5 separate regions of the Sus scrofa genome follow, and all the other regions are linked to region 1. The links are chromatin contacts, called in public Hi-C, HiChIP or PLAC-seq and promoter capture Hi-C maps. All regions are on one chromosome and are shown on one strand. The core of a region is the stretch at or near the end of the contact, and the rest is flanking DNA. Distances in the headings are between cores, read along the strand shown.

Region 1 (4,207 bases), core at 633-3,132:
TACTGAATAGGAGCCCTACGTTGCTGTGGCTGTGGTGTAGGCTGGCGGCTGCAGCTCCGATTTGACCCCAGCCTGGGAACTTCCATATGCTTCAGGTGCAGCCTTAAAAAGCAAACAGGAGTTCCCGTCGTGGCACAGTGGTTAACGAATCCGACTAGGAACCATGCTCAGTGGGTTAACGATCCAGCGTTGCCGTGAGCTGTGGTGTAGGTCGCAGACGCAGCTCGGATCCTGCGTTGCTGTGGCTCTGGCATAGGCAGGCAGCTACAGCTCCGATTCGACCCCTAGGCCTGGGAACCTCCATATGCCGTGGGAGCGGCCCAAGAAATGGCAAAAAGACAAAAAGAAACAAACAAACAAACAAAAACAAACAAACAGGAGTTCCAGTGGTGGCACAGTGGTTAACAAATGCAACTAGGAACCATGAGGTTTCGGGTTTGATTCTTGGCCTTGCTCGGTGCCATGAGCTGTGGTGTAGGCCTGCGGTTACAGCTCTGATTAGACCCCTAGCCTGGGAACCTCCATATGCCGAGGGAGTGGCCCTAGAAAAAGCAAAAAAATACAGCAAACAAACAAACTGAATAGACTCAATAATACACGACTGCGGTTGATGAATAAATGGCAAATAAAAATTTAAATCGTAGTGTCCATTTGTTATCTACTGTCAGCCATTTTGTATATATTATTTTTCTTTGTTTTTAACTAATGACATAGATAATGCTCATGGTTAAAAATTCAAAAACATATAAGCATAGAGTGACAGCCTCCTAACCCCACAACCCCTCCCCAGGTATTGTCTCCAATTTTGAGTCTGGGATGTATTCTTCCATAAATAGACAGACGTATCTCCAAGCCTGTCATATGAATCAGATAAGCCCATTTTACAGATGAGGAAACTGCAGCACAGAAAGTTTGAAGTACTCATCCAAGACCACAGAGCTGACAAGTCCTGGAGCAGAGATTCAAATCTAAATCGTCTGACTCCTAAGTCAGCGCATTCCTCCCGCTATGCCCTGTGTGTCAAATTTTATGGATGAAGAAACCTAGGCTTGGAGTTCCCCTCCTGGCTCAGCGGTAATCAATCCAACAAGTATCCATGAGGATGTGGGTTCGATCCCTGGCGTCGCTCAGCGGGCTAAGGATCTGGTCTTGCCATGAGCCGTGGCATAGGTTCAGAAGCTTCTCGGATCCCTGCGTTGCTGTGGTGTTGGCCGGGACTGCAGCTCTGGTTATACCCATAGCCTGGGAACTTCCCTATGCCCCTGGTGTGGCCCTAAAAAGACCAAAAAAGAAAAGAAGAAAAAAAAAAAAAAAAAAAAAGAAGAAGAAGAAGAAAAAGAAGAAACCGAGGCTCATAGAGGTCCCCTGAGCAGCCAGAACCACATGGTTCACAGCCAAACGTGGGAGAGGCAGGGATGAGAGTGTGCTTGCACCAGAGGCTGCGTGGAGGAGAGGGCCTCCGCCGATGGGGCATCTGGGATCGTGCGGGTCTATCTCGGCCCAGCAGTGCCCAGATCTGGGCCCAGAGGCTCGTCCACGCCGCTGGTGTACAGGAACCACCCAGCCCCTTGGCGCCCCTCGCGGCCGCCCCGCCAGGGCAGGCGCAGCACTCGCACCGCCCACTCGGAGCCGGCTGGGAGGCCCGGGTCCCGGAGTCCCGAGCCGCAGCCAGGCCGGGAGACAGTGCCCGGGGGCGATGGCTGTCTTCGAACAGGGCTGGGACCCCTTCGGCTTCGCCCCCTCGAGCCGTCGGCGGGCGCCGGGCGGGAGTAGCTAGTCCCGCTACTCTGGGTGGGTGGCCTTAGCGAGCCGGGGGCTCGGGGTGGGCCGCCCAGACCCGGGGGCCGGCGAGGGGCGCGGGCCGGGCGCGTGGCGGGAGGGCGGAGTGGGGGCGGAGAGGGGGCGTGGCGGGGGCGGAGCCGCGGCCGGAGGCGGCAGAGTCCGGAGCCCGGCTCAAGGGCCGCCGTGGCCGCCGCGGAGCAAAGCTGTCTCGAGAGAGCGCCCGGGCGCAGAGGGGTTAACGGGCCGCCGGGGCCTCGAAGAGCAGGTACAGACCTTCCCTGGGACCCCTGGCCCCGGCTGCCCTCTCTCCCAGGTCCCGTTAGACCACCGGCCCTGCGCGCCCGCGCCACCCGAGTTCCCTGCTCCCCAGGGTCGCGCCCCAGCCACGACCCCGGCCCCAGCTCTTAGAGCCTCGGAAGATCTTCCAGTCCCTGGGGCCGGATTCCTGGGGAGGGGGTCTGATCCCTTGGAACGCTGGCCCCGTCACCCGGCCAAAATTCCTACTAAGTCATAAAGTCGGAAAACATACGCAGGACCTCGCGGCATGCGCCGGGCGCCACCTGCCCTCATCTGAAAGGGTGCTCCTGGAGGATGTGTATCCCACCCTCCACCCCCGTCCTTTGGCCCTGGAGTTGGGGGATAGGGACGATGGGAGGGGTGCTGGTGGGTGCCCGTGATCAAACTCAGCCTGATTGGAAAGGAAGGACACCTGTCGGGTTGGGCCTCCCTCACTCAGGAGTGGAAGGTGCAAGGAGAACCAAAGTGTTTTCTCTCAGCATAGGGACTCTCCAGCCAGCCCTGGAACCTGCTGTCCAGCCTCCTGCCCCTCCGTGGCACCCATTTCCCAGAGGTGGGTCCCCTGGGGGTGAAGGGGTTAGTCTCTCCTTAATCTTCACTGGCCAGTGTGGAGGTGTGGCCGGGAGGAGCCCAGGTTCGTCTAGACCAATGTTAGCCTGGCCCAAGGGTGACCACTTCTGACCTCTCCTTTCCTCACCCTGGGCGGTGAGACACACCAGATGAGGAACATGAAAAGGGTGAAAAACACAAATGTGTGTCTGTTTCCGCAGTGGAGGGGGTGTCGGCCCCCTGCCCAGCTATGCAGGAGGTGGGGTAGGACTTTTCCAGAGAGGGAGCCAGGCCTGGCCATGGCCCCAGGAGCTCACGTCACCCCACCCCCCACCCCTCACTTCTCCAGGGAACTGCCAAAGCCAAACTCAGCTCAGGACAGGATTATGTGTACTGGGTAGACCCATGGAGAGAGAAAGCAAGATACAGACCTGGGGTAGCTGCGAGCAGAAGCAGAGAGGGATTGGAGAGGGGCCTGGCAGCAAGAAGGGGTAGACAGTGACCATCACCCCATCTCTCCTTCCCTTCAACCTCCCTCCAGTGAGAGGCAGGCAGAGAGCTGAAGGCTTGGGTGGAACGTTGGCCCTTCTCTGGAGCCCCTACCCGATCCCCCATCAGGGTGGAGTTGCTGACCTCAGTGGCCAGCCCAGCCAAGGGAAGGAGCAGACATCAGCAACCCCTTCCCAACCCCAAGGAGCTGAAGAGACCCTGCAGCTCGGGCTCAACCACTGCGACCCCTCCCTCAACTTCCCAAGTCCTGGGGTCTCAGGGAGGGGAGTGCGGGCTGGGAGTTGCTACCCCCAAGCACATTCCTGCCCTTCCCGCTGTCATTTTCCTGCCCCTGAGCTGGCCCACCTCGGCATTAGCTCCTTGGATTCCTCTCCCGGGTGCCTTTCAGATCCAACAGAAACATTTTTTTTTTTTTCCTGGAAAGCAGAGCTCCAAGCAGCCTGAGGAGTGGGGGTGGAAAGGCCTCACTGTGAGCAGGAAGGGGTTGGGGGGCAAGGGGGAGCGGTGGAAGAGTCAGGCTTAGACCAGGGGACTAAGTTCTGCTTCCCAGATGATCAAGGCTAGACTTCAGGATGGACTTCCCAGCTCTTCAGAAGATAGACCAATGCGGGACTGGGGAGCAACGACATCTCTAGCTGCATCTCCCCTTCCCAGGTTCTCCAAGCCCATCAGAATCTCGCCTGAAGTAAGCCCTCACTGATCCAGGGCTGGACGCCAGCCCCCAGAGGGAGGTGAAGTCTCAGTGGGAAAAATCACTTGCTTCTCTAGAGATTAAACCATCAGCCCATTTAGTTTATCCCTTGGCTGAAAAGCATTTGAGGCAGGCAGAGATGTGCTTGAGGGTTCCAGAAGGAGCTTAGCTAAGAAGGGAAGAGATGGAGTTCCTGTCGTGGCTCAGCGGTTAACAACCCCAACTAGGATCCATGAGGATGCGGGTTTGATCCCTGGCCTTGCTCAATGGGTTAAGGATCCGGCATCCCTTGAGCTGTGGTGTAGGTCATAGACACGGCTCTGATCTGGTGTTGCCACAGCTGTAGCTCCGATGAGACTCCTAGCCTGGGAACCTCCA
Region 2 (4,207 bases), core at 1,069-3,568, 420 kb after region 1:
GAGTTCCTTTATTACTTGACCTTGAGCTCCTTCCTGAAGGCTGCCCACAGTTTTATCTGTGTTCTATATCAATGCACTCCTGTGTGTGCACTTCTGTTTGCTCACAAGTGGCAAGGCCGTATTTCTGTGTGTCTTACAGCGATCATCTGTGCACAGATTGTAAGTACCTGCGCCAGCTATCTTCTGTCCCATGAGGAATATTTTCCCAGCCTCTCCACCCTCTTCACATGTCCTATCGTGCCACTTTGCTCTGTCTCACACCCCATAGGGCCTGGGCCTCCCTCCCTCCCCGCTCCCCTCATGCTGTGACCTGTTCCCTCTTCCCTCCTCACCACTTCCACCCCCGAGCTTCATCAGCCAACCAGACAAGAGGAACTTTCCAATAGCAGGAGCTTCCAAGGAAAAACGTCCTTCCCTCTTCATTACTGCAGGGTTTCCTCTGTTTTCACTGCACTCCCTGGTTCTATAATATAAGCCACCTCAGAGATTCCAACAGGGCAGTTACACTTTAGCCTAAATAGGGCTCTCCCCGCCCTCCAGGACTGGAACCCTCATACTCCGGCACCCTAGACTGATCTAAGGACTGAGAGAGCTTTTTCTCAGCCTTGAGGGGAGATCACACAAACACGGAGATACAGCATCTGGAGGATGATAGAACCTAGGAGTTTGGGCTTTCTCTTACTTCCCTTCCCACCACCGGAGGAGAGGAGTAAGGAGACAGGGAGGAAGTCAGAACTGAGCTGTCCAGAGAGGGGAGCTGTGGTCAGTGGGGAAGTCAGTCAGTCAGTCACAGGGTTTGTCATGATGGTGGTGGTGTCGGGTGGTAAGGGTTGGGGGGAGGGGGGTGAAGAAAACAATGAAGAATCAGAGGAAACCCCCAACATTACCAGATGGTCGTACTGAGACCGACCTCTCCCCCAGCAGCCCCCACCCCCACCCCGCTCGAAGCTGAGTGGACAGAAGTGGATGGTGGGAAGGGAGAGGAGAGAAGAGGGGGAGGAGGAGAGAGAGGGAAAGGGGCAGTGGAGGGAACAAGGACATTTCTGTTCCTGTTCCAGGGACCTGGCCAGAGCTGGGTGGAGGGAGACTGTGTGTGGGACTCAGCATGAAATGTCCAATAATGATGAGGAGTGACCAGGAAATTCCATTCCCTAGGACACAGGACATAAGGGTCTCTGAAACTTGGGGGTGGGGTGAGTGAGAGGAGAAAACCGGGCAGGGTGAATGTGCTGGTGGAGACGGGGGAGGGGAACAAGGCCAGAAAAGGAAGTAAGAGTGATTGGCTGCCACTCTCCTTTAAAATATCTTGAATGGGTTGAGGAAAAATCAAGTCTTGAACTGGAAAGTCCAGGAGGAAGAGCACCTGAACCCACTACCCACTGTCTCAACCCCACAATAAAGGGGAAGGGGCTGGGTAAACAGCAGCAGGGGTCAGGATTAGATCACGTAAGGCCGCATCCTGACAGCCAAATAGTGCAGAGAACTGGTAGGTAAGGTGAAATGCAGAGCTGGAAAGACATCAAGGTCACAATGGAGCTTAAGAGCTTTAAAACTACTGGGGAGTGAGAAGTGGGGAGAAAGGTTCCAGGGAGGAAGGATGTACAGAGGTAGTTCCCTGGTCCTGTTCTAGCCCCAAACCGGTTTTCCCGGTCCCGCTGCCTCCAGCCTCAAGGCCTCCAACCCGCTGCCTGACAAGCCTTCACAAGAAGCAGCTGGAGAGAAAGAGAAAGAGAACTGAGAGAATGGAGTGGGCTGTTCTGGCTATGAGCCCAGGACTGCAGCTGGTCCCCTATGGAGACCTCCAGACATGGAGGGCTGCTGCGGGGGCTCTAGAGAAATAGAGGTGAACCCCATCTTTCAGTCAAGTGACAAGCATTTGCCCCAGGACCAACTGTGTCCTTCCCCAGGTAGGTCTTGGGGAGGCTCAAGAGGAAACAGAGCTAGGCCCTAAAAACTCCCCCTTCCCAATATATTCAGTGACATAGATTCCATTTCTGCTCACCCCCACCCCCAACTCTACCTGGAAAGTCTCTGCTCCTCCCGAGGCTGAATTAGGATTGGGACCTCTCTGTGAATCTTTCCAACTGAGCCACTGCCTTCCGTGGCTGCCTGTCTCAGATCTAGACTCTCCCGGACCAGCTCCGCTTCACTTTGTCGGCACAGCCAACACTGAGGCTAGTTGAGTCTCAAAAGAGACTTTCTTCCCAACTCCCCAACACTCCAGACCCTTCTTTCCCTTCTACTCTTCATGGGCCTCACCTGTGCACCGCCCGAGCGTGGACAGGGACGGTCACTCACCGAGCGCACCCCTTCTGCCACCGACCCAGCATCTCGGCAGACGCGGACGCCCTTCTCCCCCACCCCCAGCATCCGGTGCGTCTCCGCCTGGCTGGGCAGGCGGGGCGCACCGGCCGAGCGACCGACTCCCAGTCCTCACCTGCTCTGCTACGGCATCCAGGCGTCCGGCAGCTGGTGGGGGGCCCCCGCTCGGTGCCCGCCAATGTGGGGTTCCCGGGCTCGCTCCTCGGCGCGGTGGGGAGCCGAGGGCGGGCCGGCAGAGGTGGGGCTGGCCGAGGGCGGAAACGGCCGCGACGCGATTACGAAACCCGTCCGGCTGGGAGCCGGGCGCACAGCTCCACTCTGGACTAAGGAGGCACTGCTCTGTGAAGGGACGTGGGAGGGGCCTCGGAAGCCCCCGGGGGCCGCCGCCCCTGCGGGTTGAACCCGGGAAAGTGGACCCTCGAGGAGGGCCTGGCATCCAAGCTGGACCCTCCGGAATCGCACTATCTCTTCGCGCGCCAGACGTTGCGGGGCAAGAGGAAGCGGAGCCCCCAAATCCTCCGGCCCCAACCTTTTTCAGAGATTTGCAGAAGCACGCACAGCCCCCAGTCTTCCTGTGCCCTATACCAGATGGAATAGAGCTGGGTGTATTTACCCGCCGGGAGGGTGGGGAGGCAAATCGGGAAGGATGGAGAATTTTTCTGATTCTCAAAAACAGTTCGTAACCTGAAATCAAATTGGGGAATAAAAGGACACTCCTCTCCTCCATCAATAGAGTTAAGATATTTAATCTATAGACCTAAAAGTAGAGGACAACGGACTGCTCATTCATTGCACCCTCAGTCAGCATGGGGGTGCTGGAAGAGCTCAGGAATCTTTGCGCAGACCAATGAGCCTACGGAGATGCTTTAATCCTGTCTCCCTCCCTAACGTGTTCTGGAACCTATCATTTGAATTAGCCGAGTCAGGCAGGGAGGGGGCGGGAAGTCCTTCCGCCCTTCTTAGGAGGGGCTGCATTGCAGGGGGAGACTGAGCAGACTGACTCAGTCACTGAACAGGGAGAGGGAGTGAGAAGACAAAGCCGTCAAAACCCCAGTAGCTTTCTTTTTCTCCAGCCCAGAGCAGACACCGGAGCTCCGAGGTACTCCCTCCATCTTTGGAACACGCTCATAATTCATCGATAACAGGTAAAGTAAACTGAGGGAGGGGGGCCAGGGGGCTGCAAAGATAAAGAGCAGCTGTTTCTAGTTAGACTGAAGACCCCAAATGAGGATGAGGTTGGGGGATAGTTCAAGAGGAGAGAAGGCAGCGCTGTGAACAGCAGATAGTAATTTGTTCACGGTTTTACATGTCTTTGCTAAGATCTCCATCCATGCCTTATAATCCTTTAGATTAATTTCTAACAATTTACATGTAATTATTTTTCAGCATTTATCTCATTCCATTGATCAATTTGCCTATATTGCCCTGATGATAATAAAATTATTTCTTTTATTTATCTTCAGTCTAGTTATCTAGTATCTTTCTTTTAAGCTGTAATTTGTTCTCCCGGTTTTTGATGAATCTCTTGTCCTACTGTGTCCCTCTAACCTCTACTTCCCTGTATTTTCTTTTTTTTTTTTTTTCTGTCGTGTGCCATTGCTTTGTCTACCCTCACCCCAAACTTATTCGTCTTGGTAGGAAGGATTCTGCGGGGGAGATTTGATGACATGGAGATTAATCCTGACCTTTCTTTTAAGCCTCCTCCCATTCTCAAACCTTTGCTCCAAAGAAAGAGGCAGCTTGAAATAGGAAGGTAGGGGCCTCTGTGTTGGAGAACTGCCTGATCCCATATTGAAATCTATACAATTCACAAGAGTTAGGGAGCAAATTCTGGAAAAGGAATGCTTATTTGCCTCTCTGTGAAATATGTGGGGGAAAGACATGG
Region 3 (4,207 bases), core at 1,042-3,541, 370 kb after region 1:
GAGCCGCGTCTGTGACCTACACAACATCTCACAGCAACTCCAGATGATTAACCCACTGAGCAAGGCAGGGATCGAACCTGCAACCTCATGGTTCCTAGTTGGATTCGTTTCCACTGTGCCACGACAGGAATTCAATCATCTGGGTCATTTTATTTTTTTATTTTTTATTTTTTTTATTTTTTTTATTTTTTGTCTTTTTCGCTATTTCTTGGGCCGCTCCCGCGGCATATGGAGGTTCCCAGGCTAGGGGTCCAATTGGAGCTGTAGCCACCGGCCTACGCCAGAGCCACAGCAACGCAGGATCTGAGTCGCGTCTGCAACCTACACCACAGCTCACGGCAATGCCGCCGGATCGGTAACCCACTGAGCAAGGGCAGGGACCGAACCCGCAACCTCATGGTTCCTAGTCGGATTCGTTAACCACTGCGCCACGACGGGAACTCCATCTGGGTCATTTTAGATGTCAGCCCTTGGACCTGTTTAACCTGCTCTTTACCAGCACTAAGCATAGACATTTCATTAACACCATGGATAGTAAATGATAAAAGGCCACAAAGCCCTGCCCCCTGGAAAATATCTCCCTGCAACTTCCTTGCTCCCCTTTCCCCCTTGATTGGGTGAGAAAAAGGGAGAAATTAAACTTGCTAGAAATCTTTTCTCTTGCTTCCTCCTAACCTGAGACTATGCTTCCTCTTGCAATCCCTTGCAATCTGGCAGGAATTTAGGGCTAGGGTAAAGCCTGGGAAGTGAAGCTGAAGAATATAAAAGTCACCAAAATAAGCCTAGTCACCCAAATTGATCATCCTCCTGATTCAAATATAATTTATGCTATCTGCATCTCATTTACATGTTGTTAATTTAGAAGAATCAGAGTATAGCAAAAATTGCCTGCAGGCCTGACACTTTTTTTTTTCTCTCTCTGTCTTCTTTTTCCTCCTTTCCCAAATGACACTTAGGATGAGCCTGGGAAGCAGAAACAAGAGCCTGGGAACACTTTTTTTAAAGCTTAGAGAAAAACAGGGAAGAAAAGAAAAGATCAATAATTAAGTGGGGGCTGGGCAGCTAGCTGGCCAGACAGGTAAACCAAAAGAACCCAGGAGCTGGACACCGGAGGAAGCTGGGTCTCAGAGAAACTGGGCAAAGTTGGATGGGCTAAGTCTTCAGAATAGAGGCAGGAAGCGTGATGGAGAATTTCTCCTCTTCAAGGTACCTGCCTGGTGCTCCTTCAGAGCAGGAGAGAATGAGGGAGCACAGGTACTCAAACAAATCAGGATTTCTCTTTCTTTTTCCTCTTAAATCCAACACATTTTCTCCAGCTGGAATTATCCTCTGGTGGTGAGTGAGAGGTAAAGCAGCCCAGACCCACCCCTAGCCAGCGGCAGTAAGTAGCCAAAAGTTGGAAGAAGCATATACAACTGGTACCCAGCTTCCACAAGACGCCCCCCACCCGCACTCCCTAGGAACTTTACTCTCCCCTCAAGTGCTTTACTGTCCCCCTCTAATCTCTTTCTCGCTCTGATGCAAATCGTCACAGAACTAATGGTTTAGAAGTTCTCCTCAGAGTTAAGTCAACGACGGTGCCTTGTCTACGTGCTAGCAAGGGAGAGGGGGAAGGTGTCATTAAAAGGAAGAAATACAGGGACCCAAGCAGCGTCTTTTACATATTCCTTCTGCCTGAACGCCTCTCAAAATCTAAACGTGTAGAGACCCAACGTGGAAGAACAGTCAGTGTCACCTCCCCAGGGCTAAAGAGGAAACAGAGGACTGGGGATTAGGAGAAGAGGTGAAGGAAATGGTTCAAAGTTTTTACCTTAAAGAAGTGGGTGCTGTTCCAGGACACAGAAGGAGGGTGCAGCTCTGGCAATACGATGGGGCAGGTGGGTGCAGTGAGGGGCGCCACCACACTCCCAGCTGCCTTCCAGCTGTCAAAGCCAGAGCTCGCACAGGTTTACACGGGTTTGTGCGCAGCAGTCTTGGCCGGATGGTGGCCACTTCCGGACTCACGCCCACGGCCGGCCGGGGGCACTGGAAGAGGGTGGAGACCGGCAGGAGTGCAGCCCAGGTACTCCCAGGTCGCTCAGAGCGTCTCCAGGATTTCTGAGTCGCCGAGTCTAGGGCGTGCGCTCCAGGCCCAGTCTAGCGAGCTGGTTTTCAAAGGAAGTTTGTGGGTTTTCTTTTTTCTTCTTTCTCTCTCTCTCTCTCTCTCTTTCCCGTCGGGACAAAGAAAAATCAGTCAAGGACAAGCTTCTGGGAGGAGGAGGAGCCAGGCCAGCACTGGAGGATTTCCATTAGGGCTTTCTGACCTGGTCAGCAGCTTGGTGATCAGCAGTGAGAGAGAGAGAAACAGGAGAGAAAAACAACAGACCCTTTCTCCTCCCTCCGCCTGCCGCTGGAAGGGACGGAGCGCTTGTGCCTCTCTGGTGAGAAGAGGGAAAAGCAAGGGCCCTTGCTGAGTGGGGAGGAGGAGCAGGGCCGGACAGCAGCAGCTTGTTGGATCTGGGCTTTCTCTCTAGGTACAAAAGTCCTTTGCTCTGGATCCACAGAGGCAGGCCAGACAGCGTGATATTAGCATAATTACTCATTTAAAGTGAAAAATCCTTATCCTTTCAAAATCCTTACTATATCTCTTTTTTGTTTGTTTTTTGTTTTTTAGGGCCGCACCTGCGGCACATGGAAGTTCCCAGGCTGGGATCTAATCAGATCAGCAACAAAGGATCTGAGCTGCATCTGCCACCTACACCACAGCCTACGGCAATGCCAGGATCCTTAACCCACGGAGCAAGGCCAGGGATCGAACCCGCAACCTCATGGTCCCTAGTCGGATTCGTTTCCGCCGCACCGCAACAGAAACTCCCTCACTTTTTTTTTTTATAGTTAATAATGATTTTTATTTTTTCCATTATAGCTGATTTACAGTGTTCTGTCAATTTTCTGCTGCACAGCAAGGTGACCCAGTAACACATACACGTATTTGCTCACTTTTTTAGTCTAGAAACCAGTTGGGCTATGCCCCTGGTAGTGCAGAGAGGGTGTGTAAGAAGCCCCAGGCTCTGGGAAGAGTGAAGCAGGGAGAAAACTAGCTGAGCAAGCAGGAGCTTCAATATCCCTCTGCTCCGGTCCTTGTTCCCACCACAGGCCTCAGCTTCTCATCTATCACCTCCTCTCAATTCCGAGCTTGGGGAGCAGGAAAAACTGGTGTGAGGTTGGTGGTAGGAAACAAAGGGATTCATTAATAAATGAGGGAACATTTGATGAAAAGAGTACATTTATCACGGAGTTCCCATTGTGGCACAGTGGTTAACGAATCCGACTAGGAATCATGAGGTTGCGGGTTCGATCCCTGGCCTTGATCAGTGGGTTAAGCTGTGGTGTAGGTCACAGACAAGGCTCAGATCCCATGTTGCTGTGGCTCTGGCGTAGGCCGGCGACTACAGCTCCGATTAGACCCCTAGCCTGGGAACTTCCATATGCCACAGGAAGCGGCCCTAGAAAAGGCAAAAAGACAAAAAAAAAAAAAAAAAAGCACATTTTCTGCAGTATTCTGCACTACCCTGGGGCTGGAAGGTGGTAGTTAAATGTGGTTGGAACCCAACTCTACATTCTGAAAGGTTCCCCCAAGCTCTACTTACATGGCTGCTCCAGGATGAAACTTCAAACAACTCTGAAGGCTGCAGGGGCATTTGGAACAATTAGGGAGGCAGGTGAGCAGAAACCCAAGTTACAACAGTCCGGAAAAAGAAAGAGAATTTGCTGACGCTATAGAAAAAAAGAGGCTATAGAGTTGTAATGGCAGCAACTGGAGTTGGCAAGAGGCTGTAGGAATTAAGAAGAGAGGCCAAAGATTATTACGATGTTTTCATATTCCAATATTTTTATAACATGGATAATCACAAAATTGTGATTGCAATGGGACCGTTTGTTAAAGTAGAGAATTCGAGAAAGTTGAAAAGCCGTTTTTGCCCAGTGTGATTTAAAATGTCAACCAGATGGTCAGTGTAATATATAGATAGAAAGATGCTATACTTAATCTGACTCAAGAGGGAAAATTCAGATGCCACAAAGTTTATGTGACGCATTTACACTTGTGTGTCAAATAAGCGATCTCAGAAAATTCTCCTTCCCTCAATTCTTAGGGCCGTTTTGGAGTTTTGGGACTACATTTCCCAGGACGCCTTGCACCACCACCACCCGCTTCGCGCTTCCCGTG
Region 4 (4,207 bases), core at 1,132-3,631, 340 kb after region 1:
AAAAAAAAAAAAAAAGAAGTGGAAGAGGACCTGAACAGTCCTCCTTGTTGAAAACATTTTCAGGCAGCAAGAGCCGGTAATGAACCAGAAGGTTGCAAACAACAGATAAAGTCAAGAAGAGGTGTATTGCTCCATTGCTTCAGGCTGCAGTTACAGGTCCCAAAACGTAACTGGACTGCCCCACCAGAGGCCCTAACACACCCAAATACTGCATGAGACTACAGCCCCCAGAGGCAGGGAGAGGCTGGCAGGTTGAAGAGGCCAGATGTGGGGAAGGTGCTGAAGGCACAGTAAAGGCTCAGACAGCCTGTGGCCAGTGACAGGGGAAAGTGGAGGCCTTTCCTCCCAGGAGGATAGCTGGCCAGAGGCCCCAGTGAAGGGAGTGGATTGTGGGGTACCAAGAAAGACAAGGAACTCTCTCTTCAGAACAGAGAGTCTGTGCAGGTCACTGTATGATTAGGGCCAGGCCCTGAGGGAGGAGGCTGCAGTCTAGTCCCATCACAAGTGCTGTCAGCTCACATTAGGCCCAGTCACCTGGACTCTGGTATGGGACACCAACCCCTCCAACACAGATTTGGAATGACTGCCTGCTGGAGGCCTTCTCTGATACAATTCTCTGGGAAAAGGAGCTCATGCCTTTCCTCAAGGATCCTCAGAACCTCCTGACTCCTGCACCTAGCAACTCAGGTGCCTGAGACCAGATTTTGCTGCTAAGAGCCCGGCTTGGGGAGAGTGAACCCCTAAATTCAGGCCAACAATTAGTACCACACACCTGCAATTAACCTACTAGCCAGTGAGCCTCCGGGCCAGTAATTAGCGAGTCGAGGCCCAGAAAACCAGTCTCTCCAGTGGCTTCCCCCTCCCCAGCCCACACGCCCCATAACGGTATAGGAGCCTTCGCCTTGGGGTGGCCGGGGCAGAAACTCAGAGCCACTCCTTCCTGTTTCACGTAAAGCACATGGACGTTCTGACCTCCCTCCCGGACTGGGCACAGTAGGCGGGTAAGAAAGAACAGCAAGACCCTCCGCCCTCCTCCCACTCTAGCCATGGGGCCGTCAGAGCCAGGCAGGGGCCACGCCGCGCGGGCCGGCTGCCAGGCAGAGGGCTCTCGCGCAAGTGATCCCCGGGCTTCTCTACTTTCCAACAAAGGGGCTCCGCCGTCCGCTAGCGGCCCCGCGGCCCCACCTCCTGTTCCATACCTGTTGCCCAGGAGGGCTCCTCCGGGCTCCGGGCGGCGCGCCCAGGCGCCCGGCCAGTCTGCCCTCGGGCGGCGCTGGGGGCCCGGCCGCTCCCGCGAGGCGCTCCGGCCCGCCCTCCCCAGGCCGGCCGCCATGAGCGCGCCGGGCAGAGGCCCCGAGCCCGCGGCGGCGCCCCGCGCCCGGCCGCCCGAGGGTGTGCCCCCGGGCCCCTCTGCCCTCCTCAGCCCGCTCCCTTCCCCACCGGGCCCAGTCCGCCGAGCCGCGTCCGCGCGGCCCCCAGTTCTCGCAACTTTTCCGGGCCTCGTCCCGCCCCACCCCTGCGCGCGGCGCCTCGGGCTCCCGGGCTGGGGTCCCGACTCACTCGGCGGCGGCGGCGGCGGCGTCGCGGAGCTGGCCCGGCCGGGAGCCGCTGCTCCGTCTCTCTTCTCGTCCGAGCTCCGGGCCCCCTCCGAACTGGCTCCGCTCGCTCCTCTCCTCCCCCTTCCGCCCGCCCGCCTGCCCGCTCGCTCCCTCCCTCCTTCCTCCTCCGCCCGCCGCCCGCCGAGCCCAGCCGAGCTGAGTGCGAGCCCAGCCAGCCAGCCCGGGAAAGAAAGGCCGCGAGCAACACAGGAGCCGGGAGACTGGGCGTGGGCCTGCGGCCCGGCGACGGAAAGGGAGAGAAGGGCGGGCGGAGGGGCCCGGGCCTCCGCGCGGGGCAGCCGCGCCCAGCCCCCGCCGCCTGCCGCCGCCCCCTTCCCGGCCCGGGGACCCGAGCCCTTGCGGCGCGGGTTCTGCAGCCGCGCCCACTGGCATCCTGGCATCGAGGGAGAAGCCCCCCGATGAGGGCAGGCAGTGTGGGTTCTCTCCCAGCCCCTTGTCTCTCCGTTAAAGGTTAGATGTAGCCCTGGGGAACCGCGGGACAGACCGGGGACCGCAGAGCGGTATTGCCCCTGCCCCACCCCACCCCGGCCACCCCCAACTGCGGTCCCCGACCTGCACCCGGCTGCAGCCCCCGGTTCCCTCTGCGCGACCGACTGCCACACTTCTCACCTCCAGCCCTACTGGGAGGCAGGAGGGGGCGCAGCCCCTGAGAGTCCTTTCCAAGTGCCGCGCGCCGAGGCCGAGCGCCTCGCCAAGGCCGACCCAGGCAGCGGGCCCTCGAGATTCCGCTGTCCTTCCAGCGCGGAGCCCGCTACCCCTAGGGCGTCCCCCGCCCCAGCCCGCCGTAAAACCCACAGCGTTTCCACCCAGTGCTGTTTAAAACCTACCCGCAGTGGTACACATACCCTCCTGTAGTAGACTCTGAAGGAGCCAACCTCCAACTTTTTAATGTAAAATGCGTTCGAGTTTGCCATCTAGACCACGTTTATCCGTATTTAAATTCATATTGTAAAATGTTTTTCCCTTAGTCTGGTAAAAGCAATGTTTCAGGAAGATGCAAAATGTTTATCCTACAAAATTGGCCTTGATTCGTACAGAGGACAGAGTGTGACCAAAATGTGTCTAAGGGTTTGTTTAGAGAGGGCCCCCTAAGTAGAGGTAATTGAATTCTTTACGGTAATGAAATGGTGCTTTTTATACTGTCACAATTAGAACCTCTGACAGTGGCTGGTTTCAAAGTTTATCTAGTCAAGTTCAGGGGCTTTGACAGTTCTGTTAAGAAAGAATGTATGACCTCACTAATCCAGTTTGAGACCCTTGCTTAAGGCTCTTTCTGGAGAAGGAGGCAGAAGCTGACCTCCAAACATTTCCTTTGCTCTTTGCGGTGAGAGGCCCCAGCCCATGCCAACCTACCACTAGGGAATTCAGACCTGTTGGTCCATTCCCTGGACTCTTCAGCCTTCTTTAGCCCGGTTTTCCAGTTCCCAACAACCACTCTAGCCCTTTATTCCTTTGCCCCAGGCTAAACTCCTTTAATAGCATATCATATTAGCATACCATATCCGGCTACCCCTTCCCTACTGTTACTGCCCCTCCCTCAATCTCCCAATTCCACGGTTCCCTCTACCTTTTCTCCCCCCTTTTTTGGCCGCCCTGTGGCATATCCAACATATCCAGAGGTCACATCCAACCTGCAGTTGTAGCTGTCACAACACTGGATCCTTAGCCCACTGTGCTTGCGTGCCAGTGCTCCCAAAATGCCACTGATCCCACTGAGCCCCAGGAGGACCTCCTCCCTCTACCTTTTTTTTTTTTTTTTTTTTTTTTTTTTTTTTGCCTTTTCTAGGGCCACTCCCATGGCATATGGAGGTTCCCAGGCTAGGGGTCTAATCGGAGCTGTAGCCACCGGCCTACACCACAGCCACACAGGATCCGAGCTGAGTCTGCAACCTACATCACAGCTCACGGCAACGCCGGATCCTTAACCCACTGAGCAAGGGCAGGGATCGAACCCGCAACCTCATGATTCCTAGTTGATTCGTTAACCACTGTGCCACAATGGAAACTCCTCTCTCTACCTTTCTTACGTGCCTTCCCCAGATTCCCTTTTCCAGCAGGGTTCCAGTGTCTCCTCTTTGGGCCCTGGCTAAACTTTGAGTAAGCTCTCTACTCCCGCCCCATGTCTGTCCTACTTGGTTCAAACCTTTTACTTTCTAAACCCTTTTTCTCAGGCAGTTTTCCTAGATGCCAGGCTTTCCCAAAGTCCCACCAGTCTTTTAAAATGATTCCTCAGAGGACTGAAGACCAGTTAACTTTCTTTTAAGATAGCAGGGGGAGCAGAAGTTTGGGGCAGAAGCTGAATAGTCATGGCCTGAAAAATAAAGATAACAGGGTGTCCCCTCCCCCAGAGACAAAGGAGGAGGCAAAACTGGGCCTCAGGCAGCAGTAGAATGATGGTACCAGTTTCCAAACACAAACACACTCACACTCACTCACACTCTTTCACTCTGCCTCACTTGCACCAGGAGATTTTGATCATTGCTCTTCTGACCCATCCTCCACCCACCGCCCTGGGGTGGCATGGCCACACCCATGCCCACAAGTGCCCTAAGCTGCCTGCCTGACTCACTTCCTCTGTAAGGGCTGCT
Region 5 (4,207 bases), core at 522-3,021, 260 kb before region 1:
AAAAATTCATAACGATCTTGGATTCCCCCTGCTCACGCTGCCATAGCCCACCCAACAGACCCAACGCATCCTCCATGCTGCTGTGCACAGGCTCCACCTTCACTCATGCTGAAAAAAATCATACCCCTCTTATCGCAATTCTAGGGTTTTATTTCAGAGGCCGCAATTAGGAAGGCTTTAGACGTTTTCCTCCGCAACCAGAAGTGCGAGTTACTCGCTGGCCGCCGGCCCCGCTCTCGCCGACCTGCCGCTCCGACCGATGGGAAACCCCACAAGGGGCGGGGACTCCCCAAAGAAAAAAGGGGTCGCCTCGCAGCCCGCGTTCCCCTAGTGCCTCCGCCCCTGGCGGGGAGGGCTGGGTGAAGCCGATCCCGCGCCCTCGGAAAGGAGGCGGAAACGCCTCCCGCCCGACCCCGAAAAGTTGACCACGACCCCGCCTCACGTGGCCCCTCCCAACCCCGTCTCTTTAACTAAAGCGACAGCTGCAAGAGCGCATCATTTAGTTTCGCCGAACCCATCTTTAAAACACGAAACTCCTACGACCCATTTGTTGAGTTCTCTGAAACCGTCTCCAGGGATCAAAGTCGGAGTCGCCGCCAGCACGACACGACACGCCGAATTTCGTTACACCGCGGGGGGGAAGAAGAGGATAAAGCCTCGTGTCCCCTCCCCACCTCCAGTCACTACGACGAGTCCCAAAACTTGCCCGCGGCCGGAGAAACTGGCCGCTGACCCAGATTCCGCCTGGCGGCGGTCGGCGCGCGGTGCTTCCCGGGGGAGTGGGCGCCGCCGGCAGCCGGCAGTCTACGGACCCGGCGAGCGACCCCAGCCCCGCGTCCGGCGGGACGTCGGACGGCCAGGGGCCTCGAGGCCGGGGGCACCCCTCTCCAAAAAAAAAAAGAGTTGGAAGTACTGCAGAAAAGTTGAACTAACTTCTCAGACAACGATGGCTGCGACAGAAGCGAGTGGGACTGGGGGGTCGCGCCCACGCAGCCGGCCCCAAGAAGGAGGAACCCGGGGAGCGAAGAGGCGGAGCGGCCCCCAAGACTCCGCTTCCCGCCCCCACGAGGCCAAAACGCCGGACTCGAAGAGAGGAGAAAGGGGCTAAGCCCCCAAGCACGCACAAAAACGCCCCTAGAAACTTAAACCCTTCGCCATTTTAAGTAAAAGATTTTAATGATTTAAAAGTTAAAATCAAACCTTTCCCCCCAGCTCTAACCCAAGATGGGGGTTAATTCATTACTGCTCCCCACATACCCACCCGGACCCCCCGAAACCCCATCCTCCGAATACAGGGCTGGTGGGGAAGGGGAGGGGGCTGAGTCATCTCACCTCCTCCGGGGCTCTGTCCCTTAACTCCAGGTTAATCCTCTTCTTCATCTCCATGACCTACTCCTGCTTTTCTGCTATTACTCTCCTCCCTTACCCTTTCCTGCCTCTCACTACCCCCCAACCCTAAAATTTTAAAAGATTTCAAAATGAATGAAAATAAAAGCAAATTTAAACGCCCACCACCACCAGATAGGTGTGTGGGAGAAAAAAGAGAATAGCAAATGGAGTCCAAGGAGTTAGGACTCTTAACTCGGCTGCCCCCACCTCCTTGTCCACACACTCGCGCGCGCACTCACACGCGCACACACACATACACACACCCGCAGTTCCTTCCCCTTCAATGGCTGCTCGGAGACTGAGCCTCCATGACACGGCACCGCCAACCCCCTGGCCTATACTCCACCCACCTTCCGAATGTATTGGTTGATTCTTCAGCATCTCACTATGCCACTGGGCTACATAAATGTCTATCAGTCTTCAGGGCGGACCTGAACCAGAAACGCTGTGTCTATTGGCTACGACCAAGCGCGCAGTTAACTCCGATAGGCCCAGAAAGATGTTCATCCCGGGGAGATGATTTTGAATCCCAGTAGCCCCCCTCCTTTTCTTTGTGTGATTGGCGCGCTTTCCCTAGGCGATCGGACGGTTTTGAAGCCTGTTGGATTTCTTTTTGTTTTTGTTTTTGTTTTGTTTGTTCTTAGCGTTAAAGGAAGGAAGAAAGCATCCGTCTTACGTGCGGAAGTTGCAAGACATAATTCAGCACATGGCACCCACTGGCTCTTGGCGGTTTTAAAGCACACTCCTGTTTTGTAGCCAAGGTACACAGCAACGTGCACGTCACATAAAAAGCATGCCTTCGTGGCACTGTCCTGCTGAAGATAAGCTTCTGGTGCAGAACCAAAGCAGCGTAGAGATGGTCGTTTAACTTCCACCATGAAGGACTAAATGATTTTGAAAACAGTTGGGTGAATAAGTTAGGCACCTTTAAATAAATCTGCCCTGGAGGAATGGTTGCTGAGGTAATTGTTACTGTAATAAACACTAAGACCTTGGAGGGAAAACAATGCTGGCCCAATGAAAATCAGACATCAGTGTGCATAGAAATGGTGCAGCAATGCCTCTCCTTTCTAAAATCCCTCTGGTTGGTTTCCATGGAAATCTGTAGTTTAAATGTGCTTTTAAAAGTCTGTCAATGTAGAATATAAAACCGGGATAAGAGTGATTTTTTTTCTTTTCTTGAAAGTCTAGCTTTTCTTAGTTCTTGCTTACATTCTGTCTTTTCCATTCCCTTACACCTTTCTCAGGATAAATACCCAAAGGTATTCCAGAAGATTTGGGGAAGGAAGTGGGTGAATTATTATTCCTACCTTGCCCAGCGCTGAGTGTGTGCTATTTTCCCACTTTCTTATGTTAGAGACCTTAGGGTTTCTGAACACACTTCTAACCACTCCACTGTCACCCCTCCTCCCACACAGACACACAGCTCCTCAAAGGGGCTTACATTTAAAATGTAAATATTTTGTATTTGGCATGCTAAATACTTTAAAGGAAAACGAAATAGTGATTGCCTTTTCCTTGCCAAGTGTTTCCTTTGAATTCCCTGAAAAGGAAATTTTGTGAGGATGAAAACAAAGGGGGAAAGGGAGAGTTTTTGGTATAAAATGGGGTATTTTACTTTTGGTATAAGTGGGGGTGGGGGGAGAGTGAGTATTTGGAGTTGGTCTATTTTGTTTGTTTGCTTGCTTGAATACAGGCCAGAGGAAGCCAGGATGATATAAAACTGAACCAAAATGAACTGAGGAAAAGTTCAAGGAAGAGTCAAAAACGAAAAAACAAGAGAAGGAGAAAAGGGGCTACAAAGAAATCTGGAAGCATATTTTAGTACCAGTTTAGGAAGAAGTCCTATGTTCTGATCCCACTAGCCGCTCTGGAATGGAATCCCAAAGAGAGTTTGGGGAAAGAGATTCAGATCCGGGAGTCATCCACATAAGAGTGATAGTTGAAGGCAAGAAAATAAAATAAAATGTACACAGAGAATATATATCAGATTATCAGGGCACAACATTATAAATCAACTACACTTTAATAAAAATTTAAAAAAAAAACACAAAGACTATCAGGCAAAGGAGAACAAAACATGGTTGAAGGCAAAGAGGTTGGAGAGGGGGCGTCTACCAAAGTTGTCAAAGAAATTGAGGAATGGGTAGAAAGAAAAGAGGAGGTGAATTTGTGGGGGGGGGAATGTATGGAAGCCAAAGAGTTTCAAGGGAGAGAGGATTATTGGGATGAAATAGTGGGCTTTTGTATCAGAACTCAGTAGACAGAACGGGTGAGTGGGCTGAAAATAATGAATGTGAAGAAAGGCCATGAGGGAGTTCCCATCGTCGTGGCTCAGTGGTTAACGAATCTGACTAGGAACCATGAGGTTGCAGGTTCAATCCCTGGCCTTGCTCAGTGGGTTAAGGATCCAGCATTGCTGTGAACTGTGGTGTGGGTTGCAGACGGGGCTCGGATCCCGCGTTGCTGTGGCTCTGGTGCAGGTTGGCAGCTACAGCTCTGATTGGACCCCTAGCCTGGGAACTTCCATATGTTGAGAGAGTGGCCCTAGAAAAGGCAAAAAGACAGAAATAAATAAATAAATAAATAAAGGCCATGAATTCAGGGATCCACCGCAGTGGGCCTTACCTCCATACCCATTGTCCCACCCTCATATCATCTCTTATCTCCATTACCTCAGTACCTTGAAACTTTCCAGTCGTCATCAAAAAGCCAAGATAAATATGATGCTGGCACAGAGAAAGAAAAGTTCCTGGGAAGGGGCTGGATGAAGAACACTACCAGGCTAATGGATGGGTGTATGGGGCTAAATAAATAA

The links. Promoter capture Hi-C pulls out the DNA fragments that hold promoters and counts their contacts. Hi-C and Micro-C count contacts between places; a contact is called where the count stands out from the background. HiChIP or PLAC-seq counts read pairs in DNA pulled down with a chosen protein or histone mark.
Region 2: a contact with region 1 is called in an H3K27ac HiChIP or PLAC-seq map of alveolar macrophages. The contact joins the promoter of CDC42SE1 here to the promoter of ADAMTSL4 in region 1. A contact is called at or near these places in 1 of 47 Hi-C or Micro-C datasets (embryonic fibroblasts) and 2 of 2 datasets of contacts at active chromatin or transcription factors (alveolar macrophages and skeletal muscle).
Region 3: an H3K27ac HiChIP or PLAC-seq map of alveolar macrophages shows a contact between it and region 1. The contact joins the promoter of PRUNE1 here to the promoter of ADAMTSL4 in region 1. A contact is called at or near these places in 2 of 47 Hi-C or Micro-C datasets (embryonic fibroblasts and epiblast stem cells) and 2 of 2 datasets of contacts at active chromatin or transcription factors (alveolar macrophages and skeletal muscle).
Region 4: a contact with region 1 is called in a promoter capture Hi-C map of fetal skeletal muscle, with 5 times the contacts expected there. The contact joins the promoter of CERS2 here to the promoter of ADAMTSL4 in region 1. A contact is called at or near these places in 3 of 5 promoter capture datasets (fetal liver, fetal skeletal muscle and liver), 4 of 47 Hi-C or Micro-C datasets (embryonic fibroblasts, epiblast stem cells, liver and 1 more) and 2 of 2 datasets of contacts at active chromatin or transcription factors (alveolar macrophages and skeletal muscle).
Region 5: a contact with region 1 is called in a Hi-C map of embryonic fibroblasts, with 2.3 times the contacts expected there. The contact joins the promoter of ANP32E here to the promoter of ADAMTSL4 in region 1. A contact is called at or near these places in 1 of 5 promoter capture datasets (fetal liver) and 1 of 47 Hi-C or Micro-C datasets (embryonic fibroblasts).

Annotation. Positions count from the first base shown.
Region 1 is chr4:98,586,930-98,591,136 of Sscrofa11.1, reverse strand. ADAMTSL4 (ADAMTS-like protein 4) reads left to right here and starts at 1,882. Exons shown (of 19, transcript XM_013997190.2): 1 at 1,882-2,047; 2 at 2,559-2,632.
Region 2 is chr4:98,170,779-98,174,985 of Sscrofa11.1, reverse strand. CDC42SE1 (CDC42 small effector 1) reads right to left here and starts at 2,318. Exons shown (of 5, transcript NM_001190193.1): 1 at 2,260-2,318. MLLT11 (myeloid/lymphoid or mixed-lineage leukemia; translocated to, 11) reads left to right here and starts at 3,312. Exons shown (of 2, transcript NM_001244607.1): 1 at 3,312-3,467.
Region 3 is chr4:98,216,946-98,221,152 of Sscrofa11.1, reverse strand. It overlaps PRUNE1 (protein prune homolog), which reads left to right and starts at 2,291. Exons shown (of 9, transcript XM_013997183.2): 1 at 2,291-2,420; 2 at 4,134-4,204. It overlaps MINDY1 (ubiquitin carboxyl-terminal hydrolase MINDY-1), which reads right to left and starts at 2,537. Exons shown (of 10, transcript XM_001929665.7): 1 at 1,811-2,537.
Region 4 is chr4:98,248,947-98,253,153 of Sscrofa11.1, reverse strand. It overlaps CERS2 (ceramide synthase 2), which reads right to left and starts at 2,381. Exons shown (of 11, transcript XM_005663490.3): 1 at 2,229-2,381.
Region 5 is chr4:98,846,678-98,850,884 of Sscrofa11.1, reverse strand. It overlaps ANP32E (acidic leucine-rich nuclear phosphoprotein 32 family member E), which reads right to left and starts at 1,771. Exons shown (of 7, transcript XM_021089919.1): 1 at 1,333-1,771. The coding sequence starts at 1,386.